Regions from separate parts of the Gossypium hirsutum genome. Here region 1 is linked to region 2. Evidence: chromatin contacts called from public Hi-C data. All regions are on one chromosome and are shown on one strand. The core of a region is the stretch at or near the end of the contact, and the rest is flanking DNA. Distances in the headings are between cores, read along the strand shown. Region 1 holds the start of LOC107898609 (protein PHOTOSYSTEM I ASSEMBLY 2, chloroplastic). Region 2 holds the start of LOC107898636 (kinesin-like protein KIN-14B).

The links. A called contact is a pair of places that touch in the nucleus more often than the background predicts.
Region 1: a Hi-C map of leaf shows a contact between it and region 2, with 3 times the contacts expected there. The contact joins the promoter of LOC107898609 here to the promoter of LOC107898636 in region 2. A contact is called at or near these places in 18 of 34 Hi-C or Micro-C datasets (anther, callus, cotyledon and 5 more).

What each region holds. Positions count from the first base shown.
Region 1 is chrA11:55,575,184-55,580,944 of Gossypium_hirsutum_v2.1, forward strand. LOC107898609 (protein PHOTOSYSTEM I ASSEMBLY 2, chloroplastic) reads left to right here and starts at 2,434. Exons shown (of 6, transcript XM_016824112.2): 1 at 2,434-3,086; 2 at 3,198-3,316; 3 at 3,978-4,078; 4 at 4,273-4,438; 5 at 5,000-5,092; 6 at 5,580-5,761. The coding sequence starts at 3,241. The coding sequence ends at 5,710.
Region 2 is chrA11:55,356,952-55,362,776 of Gossypium_hirsutum_v2.1, forward strand. LOC107898636 (kinesin-like protein KIN-14B) reads right to left here and starts at 4,203. Exons shown (of 24, transcript XM_041081986.1): 1 at 3,637-4,203; 2 at 2,259-2,382; 3 at 1,312-1,398; 4 at 1,003-1,173; 5 at 749-855. The coding sequence starts at 3,867.

The DNA.
Region 1 (5,761 bases), core at 1,184-3,683, 220 kb after region 2:
AACCAATACTTGAGTGACAGGTAATAAAATTTCACTTTGATCCTTTAATAAAATTAAAAATTATCAATTTAATCCCATGTAAATAATGACATTATATATTTATATATGGTATATTTGCATTTGAATCTTTAAATTAAAATTTTTTATTTTAAAAACAATAAAATTATAAATTCATTATATTTTTATCTCTTAAAATTTATAATTAAATTTCAACCTTAAAAATATTTATAAATTTGTCTGCTCTAGCTCTTGTGAATGACACTACCCCTTCAGTCAATAACAATCAAGGCTTGTTTTCGTAAAAATCAAACAAGTCCAGGAGTTTGAATTTAGGGCAATATCTTATATTCTTTTTCTAAATGCTTGTGAAGTCATGCTTTTCACAAAACCTGTAAGAACAATGCCGAATTTAGAAAAAAAATTTAAAAGGGATCGAAATTCTATCATAGAGATTAAAATATTAATTTATGATATTTTTTTTAAAAAATTTAAATAATTACTTTATTTAAAGAAATAAAGTATAATTTTATTATATATAAATTTATAACTTAAGGAAATTAAAATATATTTTTTTTATTTGTTAATTCAACCCCTCCACCCTTTGCAATCTCCCTTGGAAAGGCATTGAAATTATTTACCGACAATAATATAGAAATGTTCTCTTGCATTGACAACAATACTCATGACAATCAAGTTAACATTCAATTGACTAACTTCTTATAATTAATTAGACTTTTCAAAGATATAATTTTTTCTACCCGTAGATTGCAAAGATGGGCGGGAATTAAATAGGATGATTATTGTATTTGTAATATTTATGTTTATATTTTTTTTCATGCTTAAAATAGGTTATATTTATATAATTTTGTGTTATTTATATTATATATTAAATTATTGATCAAGTTAATATTACAATATAATTGGATATTAAATTAATTAAATAATGATTAGAATAATTTTTTTTAACCAAGTGAATTGTTATCATGTTTTTTTATCAAGTAAAGTTGACTTAATTTTTATATAATTTTTTTCATAAATATTTTTTCACTTGCATCATGGTATGCCATAATCTACTATGCAATAATATTATTTTTTTAGGTACACTATTTTCATGGTCATGAAACTATTAGTAAGTTTATATTTTGATTAATCAATTTTAAAAAAGTTACAAAATTATCAGTGAACTATTCGAAAGTTTTCATTCAAGTCATTGAGTTATTAATTTTTTTAAAGTCTGACTTTGTGAGCTTCAAGCTACGATTTGATAACCAGTACATTGGATCAGAATCCGTTAACAAGTAGAAGAATATTATTTAGATTCAAGTCAATCTATCAGTCAGTGTTGAAAATCGAAGAAGAAAACTATTTAAATTTTTGTTTACATATTCATGGTGTTCAAAATTGTTCCATGAAAAAAAAATTGAATTGTAGAATAGGAAAGGAAGGATAGCTTTCTATTGGTACATGCGGTGCGAATAGAAAAGACCATACAACATTGATTTTAACATCCTAGTGACTTAAATGAAAAGTTTTGAATAGTCCAATGACCATTTTGTAACTTTTTGAAGTTGACTGACTAAAATATAAAGTTCCTAATAATTTAGTAACCTTAGGTGGAATTTACCCTATTTATTTTTGGGTGATGTAATCACTTAAAAGATGCATTTGAATCACATTATCCAAAGAAATGGATATGATGCAGAGGTGGCAGAAGCTTAGTGGGAGGAAACATTGAGTTTCAGATAGTGAATATCAGATAATTCTCCAGAAAAAAAAAATGAAAATCCAATTCAATCAAAGCCTCTCAATCCAATCTTCCTTTCTTTCGTTTCACTTAAACTATGTATCTGCTGAACTTTTAACCTTTTTTCTATTTGCAACAAAGATTTGAATACATGGGTAGCTCCAGCATGGCATGATCAGTTGCTTCAAGGAACACAAGCTCAGCTTCTAAAAGCAACAACAATTCCAGGCTTGTTGTAGTAAAAAAAAAATCAAAGAAAATTGAAATTATTTTATGCATTTAATATGTATGATTATTTAATATAAATATATCCTTAAATAATTTATCATATATTCTAATTTAATGTACTTAAAAATTATTTTCTAAACTTAAATCCAAATGCTGTTAATTTTAAGCTAATTATTACAATATCACCAATTATGATAACTCCTTAAAATTTAATTTCACCGAACGTGAGGCCATACCATTCGAAATTACATATCCCCATCCAAGGGTAGGGATTTGGGCATGATTTTCCCTCATTAAACAATCAGCTTTACGTACAGGAGGAGAAGTCAGCTACCCCTTTCTTCATTGGATAGCTAGGAACACTCACATGTACAACCTCATTTCCCCACTCATTTTTGGGACCACACCATTTATCATTATTATTGTTGTTGTTTAAAATAATAATATGTATACCCTTCTCTAATTCATTTTTTATTCATTTGGGTGTTTTAAAATTTTGGTAAAATAATTTTTAGCTCAAAATAAAATTTAGGTATATTTTGAATTCATTAATCATATTCTGTAATATGTTAATTTTAAATATTTAATGTTCAAAATTTTAAAATATCATTGACAATTCAAGTTGACTTTTATTTATAACCACAAACAATTTAAATATTTGAGGTTTGATATCATTTTACATGATTAAAATTTATTTATAAAAATATAGTTGTAATAAGCTTCGGTAAATATTGAGGTTGTTTTAAATGTTTATAGCTTTTCTTTGGTTGTTTTTTTTTTTAACTTTTAAATAAAAAAATAAAATATATTTTAATATATTCAAATTTATGTAGCAACAATACCAATAATAATTGAGTTAAAATTTAATGGATATTTTAGATTTATTATTATTTAAATTTAGATATATTTTCTCCCAATCTGATCTGAGGGAGTAAAGGTGAACCTGATCTGACGGTCTTAGATATATTCAAATTTATGTAGCAATAATACTAATAATAATCAAGTTAAAATTCAGTCCATATTTTAGATCTATTACTGTTTAAATTTAGATATATTTTCTCCCAATCTGATCTGATGGTGAAAAGGTGAACCTGATCTGACGGTCTTGATCAAGGTGCACGTTCGTACTCCAGTTAACGAGTCAATTATTTTCTCTGAAAACATGTACGTGCAGCCGGTTTTAATTGTGGGGACTCTTTAACCTTTTCTTCTTTTTCTTTTTCAGTGCTAAAATTTACACAGAAAGAAGTAAAGAGAAGAGTCTAGTTATGGCTTACTCTTCTCCCAATCTTTCTTCAATTCCACACCTTCCTTCTTTCACTCTAAAACCTTCCCCGCCTCACTGTACGTTCTTTCTTTCCTTTCTATATATTTAGTTATGTATATTTGTGAAATAGATCTACGCCTTGTTTTTAATTTTTCATTTCCTTTCAGTGGAAGTTTTCACATATAATATTATGTTAATGGGGTTTTCTTTTTGTGCATTCAGCTAAACCTTTTTATCCAAATTCTGAAACTTTAGATAGTTATTAAAATTATTTCCATTTTGGGTCAGTTCCTTAAAGATATCTTATCCCTTTCTGTTAACTTTTAAAAAGATTAACAGTTGGTACATTGTTTATATGAATTAGCTGAGTAGCAAGTTGTGTAAGATGCTCAAGGATTAGAATATTGATTGTAATTAATCTTTTCTCTAAAGAATTTATGGAAAGTTTGTTGTAGAGATGATTTTTCTTTTCCAGTGAATTGGGTGCTGTTAAATGCTTTGAGTGCGGATGTAAAGGATGGCTCCATTTTAGCAACTGAAAATCAGATTAGAAGTCAAAGTAACTTCATAATATGAATTCTATGTTGAATTCCTGGATCAATTTATTTGGAAAGAAACATATTGAATTTATCTTGAGGTGTCGCACCTTTTGCTGCCAATGCATGTATTTTTGTTTTTATGGATTTTCTTTAACTATACAAGTGTTTTAAACCCTGCCTTTCATTGCTTTAACGACAGCAAGCTCAAGGTTGGTTTCAGCTCAGATAAGATCTAGTTTGGAGAATGAGAGCTGTACTGCTGGAGTTTCAAATGATTCATTAGAACCTGCTAAGAAGAAGGTTTCACTTATTTGTTTTCCAACATCTATTTTGTTAGTACTCTTCAAATTCACTACTCACACAGCATCTTTTAGTTGTTTCAGAAACCAAAAAGTCTAAAGCCATTTTACATGTCTGATTTGCACTAATTGGGTAGAATCTTCATTATTTGCTACCTTGTTTATAGTGTTGATAGGTTCCAAATTTTTCTGCAGGCAGGTGAGTTGCCAACATCGCGGCGTATGTGTCTTACATGCTTATGTTCAAGCCTGGCTTTAATCAGTAGTTCTAGCAGCTCTGCTTCTGCAGTATCAGCAATGGCTATGGATGGGAATGAAAGGGCTGTATGCCGGAATTGTTCAGGGAGTGGTGCTGTACTTTGTGAGTGACACTTTTGCAATTTCTTTTGTATGATACGTTGTTGTCTAACCAAGTGAACCACCCTTGTATGCATCTTATAATCTTTTTTGAGATTGTCCTTTACCCTGCTTTCTGACATTGGCGAAAGACATACGAACTCTTGTTTCTGATTTACGGGTTGCTTGTCTTGTATGATAAAAACATTAGTCTTCAATGGTGAAAAATTCCTCGCACCATTTATTGATTTCTATGTATTAGATAATAGCCACCTAACAAACCGGTTAGAGTAGTTTATTTTCTTTTTTGTCCTGCGGGGATTAGTTGTGCTGCATGGCTGACTGTCATGGGTCCCTTTTTTTCTAATCAAATTATATTGAACTTTTAGGGAAAGTGCTCGTTGAATGCAAGTATTTTGGCTTGATTTTAGCTTTTAGTTTTTTCCTCACATATAATTGTCTCTCTTGTTGTTGACATGTTAACATGCTCTTTCTGAAGTAGAAGAAGAAAAAACTTGCAGACATCAGTAGTGAAATTGTTAATCCTCCTTTTGATTCGCAAGATTTTAATCTGTTTTTTATTTAGGTGATATGTGTGGTGGTACAGGAAAATGGAAAGCTCTCAACAGGAAACGTGCTAAGGATGTTTACGAGTTTACTGAATGTCCAAACTGTTACGGTATGCAGTCTTCTTCCCCTAACATTACTTCTTAACTTGCTATATCACCAAATATTTTTAGTTTTTCTTGTTTTGGATTGCTATACAACTTGCCTTGAGCATGCACTTATCTGAAGATTATTCCATGTTATGGTTGATTGCCTAGGGGTTACTCTTAAAAGCAATGGGTAATCATGAACATGTGTTCATGTCAGTACCTCAGAATATAGCAGGAATTGCATTTCTTATGATACTTGATGACAAATAAGCTGAATACGCACCTTTCTGTGATCTAGTTGCTGTTATTGGCCAATTCTATTGAGTACAAACAAGGATGCATAAGCGTGTAGCATAGAAGATGTCTGTTTTTTGTTTAACATATACTGATTGTGTAGCTTGAGATTCTAAACTGTCATGAGATTTTCTTCTAAATTTTTATGTTCCTCTCCAAATTGTCCCTATACAAGAATTCTTTATGTAACTGATCACTGGCTGCTACTGTGTGCAGGTCGGGGGAAACTGGTGTGTCCTGTTTGTTTAGGTACCGGTTTACCGAATAACAAAGGTCTTCTAAGGAGGCCTGATGCACAGAAATTGCTTGACAAAATGTACAACGGTCGACTTTTGCCAAGTTCATAGACCCGTCATGCCCCTTGGACCTAGATGTTATTGTCATTGGCATCATGGTAA
Region 2 (5,825 bases), core at 2,953-5,452:
CATATGAAAGGCCATGAATAGACATAAAATTCCCATTTAATAAGGTGCTTCTCTAATAAAGGTGAACAACTCTTGTCAGGAATCATTTAGTTTGAAAGAAAAAAGATAGCAATACAGATTAAAAAAAGGATACAAGGTTATAATATAAATAATTGTGAATCATCCATCCGTCAAAAGTAATCACTAGTCATTCTATATACAAAGAAATAAGCCAAATGCAGCAAAATCTCGATATAAGAAAATTGAAAAGTAGAAGCAATTGATATATTTGAGAGGCCTAAAAAGGCATAATACAGACTAAAATAATTAAAGACATATCATATCACTGATGAATCATCAAACCGTCTAAAGTAATCACTAGTCATTCTAATTATACAGACAGACAAGCCAAATGAAGCAAAGTCCCAATACAAGAAAAATTGAAAGAAGTAGAAGCAGTTGACAGATTTAAGAGGCCTAAAAAGGCATAACTAGTGATACAAGATGCTCCATTGGAGGAAGTGAGAGCCGCTAGTGGCAAACATGAATATCTTAACCATCAAACTAATGTATCAAACATATTTAAAGGAATAAAAATTAAAAATAATATGAGAGAGAGAGATTATCTAATAAGATGGTAATTCGCCAATCTATCCCAAGTAAATGCATAGCAGTTCTAGTTTTTATCTTATAGATAGATACATAGACATAGCGCAAGAGCACATGCACATACGACACAGAGGTAGAGAGAGTAATAGAGGGAAACAACCATGGTGTGTGTCTTTCCTGACCGAGTTTGTCCGTAAGCAAATATGGAAATATTATATCCATCCAAGGCTGATTGCACAAATGGTTGAACATCACTGAACAGCTCAGCTACAGAGAAACATATGTCATTATACTCTTGTTTTAACCAACATGTATAACCACTACCAGCAATAAAAAAGTAAATTAGATACTTTGACAGTCACAAATTCTGGTCAATGCCTTATTTCTTAAATTACTAAAAAAAACGGTACTAACCTTGTCCAACATGAGGCCCATAAACCCTGTCAAATTCAAAATCTTTTTTGGGGTTGGCAATTGTATCATCACCAGTATTTATACGAATAGTACACTCATCAGGAAATTCAACAATTGAAGGACCTTCATCTTCAAAAAGTGGTCTTGTCCGACAAAATAACTTTATGTTTCCTGAAAAAAGAATCTCATTTCTCAAAGAAAAGTACTATCATCATGACATGAAAAACAGATAGAAATAATACATGCCAGTAAATATCTGAAAATAAAGGGAGGGAGAGATCATTCAGAAAGCACAAAGTTGGAAAGTACCTTTGGCTGTCAATAAGTCATTAAACAACCTTTTCTTCTCATTGACCAACGGAGATATTCTAGCCTCACTTTCAAGGGCAAATTGATCTGCCATTTATATTTAGAGACAATTTATAACCATCAATAGAAGTAATAGAACTCAGCAACAACAAAATGTTGAAATGAAGGGGCAATAGTGTAACCATTTGGAGTATACAGGTATTTTATCAATTTGCAGTAATTTATATTTTTAAGATATGATGCCCTTTACTTTGCTATCCCCCCTTTCTTTTATTGTCAAATAGAATACAAATTCTTGAATGATCTTATCAAACTAAAAATATTGAAGACAAACCTAACAAAACAAAATCACACCATTCACCATTAAATGCATAAAATTGTGGATAAACTGAAGACCCTCATTATGCTTTGGTTGATTGCCATATACATATTATCAAATATTTATAACGTTACCACATTTTAGCTTCCCTAGTGGTCATATTTCCATGCTTCAGCAGCAAACTTCCAATAAAGGGCATTAAAACAAGGGTGACACAACTCCTGCAACATGCATAAAGGAAATAAAGAATTTATTTTCTTTATCCTTTTTACTCTTTTTAACCACTAATTTCTTTTGCTCTCCTTATTTCTTCTTAGTGCTTCTCCTAAAAGCATTTTTGGATCCCCTCTGTTCTTTTTGGACAAGGGGTCAACATAAAGCACTTTCAACTTTTTTCTTTAAATTTTTATCTCAAAATTCATCTCATGAGCACAAAATCATAGGCAACAGGAAAAGATAGCACAATGTTTCTTCTAAAAATTACAAGGTGATTACAAATAAACCAAACCCCGGAGAAGAATCTTTGGAATATACCATTAGACATACAAACCAAGCACTAAAATAGCTGAAGCATAAGGAATTCATGAACGTAACCCAAACAAACTGCCACTAAACCTTAATATATTACCTAGTTTACGAGTTTTATCTGCAAGAACACCTAGGTAACGTGTAACTCGATCGAGTTTAGCATTTGAATATTCCTGCAGATCATTAACTTCCTGTCGCAACTCCAAGTAGTCTTCTTTTGCAAGCTGCCAAATTAATTTAATAAAAAAATGCATCAAACACAAGACACTACAATGATAAAACCCGGAATGCATAGTAAATTACTATAGTGAGCCAAAACAATTTTTGCTTTAGCCCCACCCCAAAAATGCTTCTAACATCGAAGACATCATATGTTACCAATCATTATTTCAGACTTCAGAAAATACCAGAGAAATTAAGGATTTCCAGAACTGTTCTTTCATTAAGCTTGAATGCATATGACAAGAGTCAAAATTATTCACTCAAAATTTTGTGATCAACTTCAACCCAAGCAATCACCTAATCCATATGCTATCTTTTCAGACCAAGGAGATACGACAAAACTTAGGTAATAATAAAGAAGCTCATTTATTAATAGAATCAAAGACAAGTATCACATCGGAAAACCAGAGCACAGATCCCTTAATGGCTTCCCAAGAAAAATAAGCCAGACCTTAGAGTATATTAACATTAGATTAATTGACTTTTGAATTGTCAGCCAGCTATTTCATTTCCTATTCTCAAGCCACTGTTTGGTAATGGCTCGTGTTGTTGTCCCTCAAGATCAGCACATGCATTATGTCAAAGATTCATTGTCACAATTACAAGTTTTCCACAGAACTATCATAAAATTGCCATATAGGATAGGTGGGGAAAGCTTTTTCTTTTCATCCAAACATTGGGCAACAAAGTCCACTCAAATATCATAAAAACAGGCATCCCAATCGACATTTGACACAATGCACAATCTTACAACAGTTGAAACCAGCACAATTTGGATCATCAAGAAGGATCCGAAGCTTCTGTAGCAAGAATGCGAAAAGTATTAAACATTCTCAACTGAGTTTTCTGCATGAACAACAATTCACATACCAGAAACTGATGACCAAGTTGTGGTTCATCAGAATCTGACACTACAAACTGATGACTAAGTTGTGGTTCATCAAATCCAAATTCTAATTCGCCAATAAAATTTTATACAGCTTTGAGCTCCTCCATTAAATTTGGATCAATTTCCCAGCAAACCTAATCTTCCAGAAAATGACATTAAAAAAAGCATATTCTAGTTGTATTTGTTAAAATTTATAGATTAAAACAAACTACTCAAAAACACTGCATGTTAATTCCTAAAAACCGAGCTTAGTTAAAATCACATTGATAGACTAAAGCGACTACTTCAACTCCATCGGAACAAGTTACCAGCTAAAACACTAATCACTCGAAAACTTTCACAATCCGAAGCCGATTCACACCATTACCTTAACTTTATCCTTCAATCGGAGCACCTTAGAAGCCAAAGCCTGCTTAGAAAATTCCGAAGAAAACGGTGAAGCCAACGAGGAGGCAGCCGAGATCGAGTACCGTCGCATCAACGGCGCAACAGTGGCCCTAGGTAGGTCCTCCGGAGACGACGGCGACGTCCGCCGTGGCTCGAAGCCACTCACCTCCCAGTTCCACCGGTTATTGCTGCTACTCTTGTGCTCCCCCATTGCCCCAAACAAATTGGGGAAAAAAATTAAAAAAAGCTCAAAAAAATAAAATCTAAAAAAAGGTAGGGGTTTTTCAAAAATCTAGTGGTAGCAGTTGCAGTTATGTAAATGCTGCGTTCCCGATGAGCTATGTCTGGCTCATTTTAATTTTAATTTTTCAATTTTATTTTTAATTTTTCCCTCTTTGGGGATTATAAACGAGGGGATGGGGGAAACGGGTGGGACTGGGCGTAAAACGTAGTCATTTTCCAAACTTTATGAAGGGAACAATTATATGGGACAATTTTAGACGCAATCAAATGTGCGTTTGGAAATGGTTCGGAACTCGCTCTCACGCACCACAGACTTGTTTGTTTTTCTTTTAAATAGAGCGTGTGATTTTTTATGCTTCAGCGTGTCCAAACATCTGTTCATAAATGTGTTGGATCAACATTTAACTCAATTTTGTATTTGTTTTAATTTTTTGTTCAATCCAAATTTCTTCCCCCATGCCATCAATTTAACTGAATTTTTCCCTTCCATTTTTCTTTTTCCTTTGTTCAGGTATACTAATGCATATATTTATTTTAAATTCTGAATTTATTTGAATATTAAAATAGAATTTACGTAACGGATCAATTAATATTATCCATCAAATACTACCTGAATTTGTTAAATAATTAAATCTAAAGTCACAATTAAGCTTTTTAAAAAGTAAAATCAATAATAAGTTGGGACATGAGTTCCAATATTCAAATCAGATACATAAAAAAATAAATTATTTTTTTATATAAATCAATTGTGAATAGTATTATCATATATCAAATTTAAATATTCTTTTAAAAAATAAATAAATCTATAAATATTTGAATTCACACGATGATGAATTACGTATGGTGGTACTTTCTGGTTAATCCAAAACTTTTGAAAGACGGATAAATTTGATCTACGGACAACACAAGAAAACTGCCTGTGAATTGTTTGTTCTTTACCCCAAAATTTGAATGCTTTTATTATTATTTTTTGATGGGTGGTGGTGGAGGGAGTGAGTTTATTGAGAGCAAAATTATGTGTGTTTACAGGATGAGCTGGCAAAAACATGTTTTTATGATTTTCTTTTTTAAATTTGTTGGCAGGCTTTGTTCCTATTGGATATGGCAAAACCCGCCTCACACTTTCAAACATTCCTATTTACCCAAAAAAAAAAAGTAAAAATAAAACACGCTTTAGAAAAATAATCCTATTTGTTATTAAAAAAGGCTTTTCACCCAAAGAAAAAACACAATGAAAGGCTAATTTTTCTTTATAGCATGCATTTGAAATCAGAATTTATTAATTTTTCTTTTCTTTTTTTTTTGGGTACAAAAAATTTATTAGTTTCTTATTAAAGAATTAAAAAGGTCGTGATAAAATAATAAAAAGGGATGGGTGGCGCCATCTTTTGAAATGATGATGAACATCATCATATTTTGAGTGTAGATGCAGACATTTTATTTTTCTATAAATGATTTCTTAGTTTATGACGTATTGCTTTTTTTACTAGTAGTTTTCTCATAAGTTTTCTTAACATGAATTACAAATCTCCTTTTCCATCTCTGTGAAATCTTCTATGGTTGTTTGATCCTCTCGGTGATTTTTTATTTGCCTGCTCTTTCTTATTTATAGTCACCTCTCCTTAGATTTTTCATTTAAACTCTAATGTCACATTGGATTAAAGTAATATATTTTTACATGTTTTAGTTATTGGTTAATTGTAAATTTTTTCTTAATGTTATTACACTAGTAACCATTAACCAAACATAGCATAAGTCACTTTCTAGTTTTACAACATATTTTCGTTCCCTTCTCTTATTTTGCTAGTTTGCATAGCTCTATATAACGATAACTAGGATGTTGTGAATGATATAGTGAGCAAAAACCTTAAAAATAAACTCATCATGATTTATCTGGAGGTAAATGCCAAAATCGATGATTGAGGT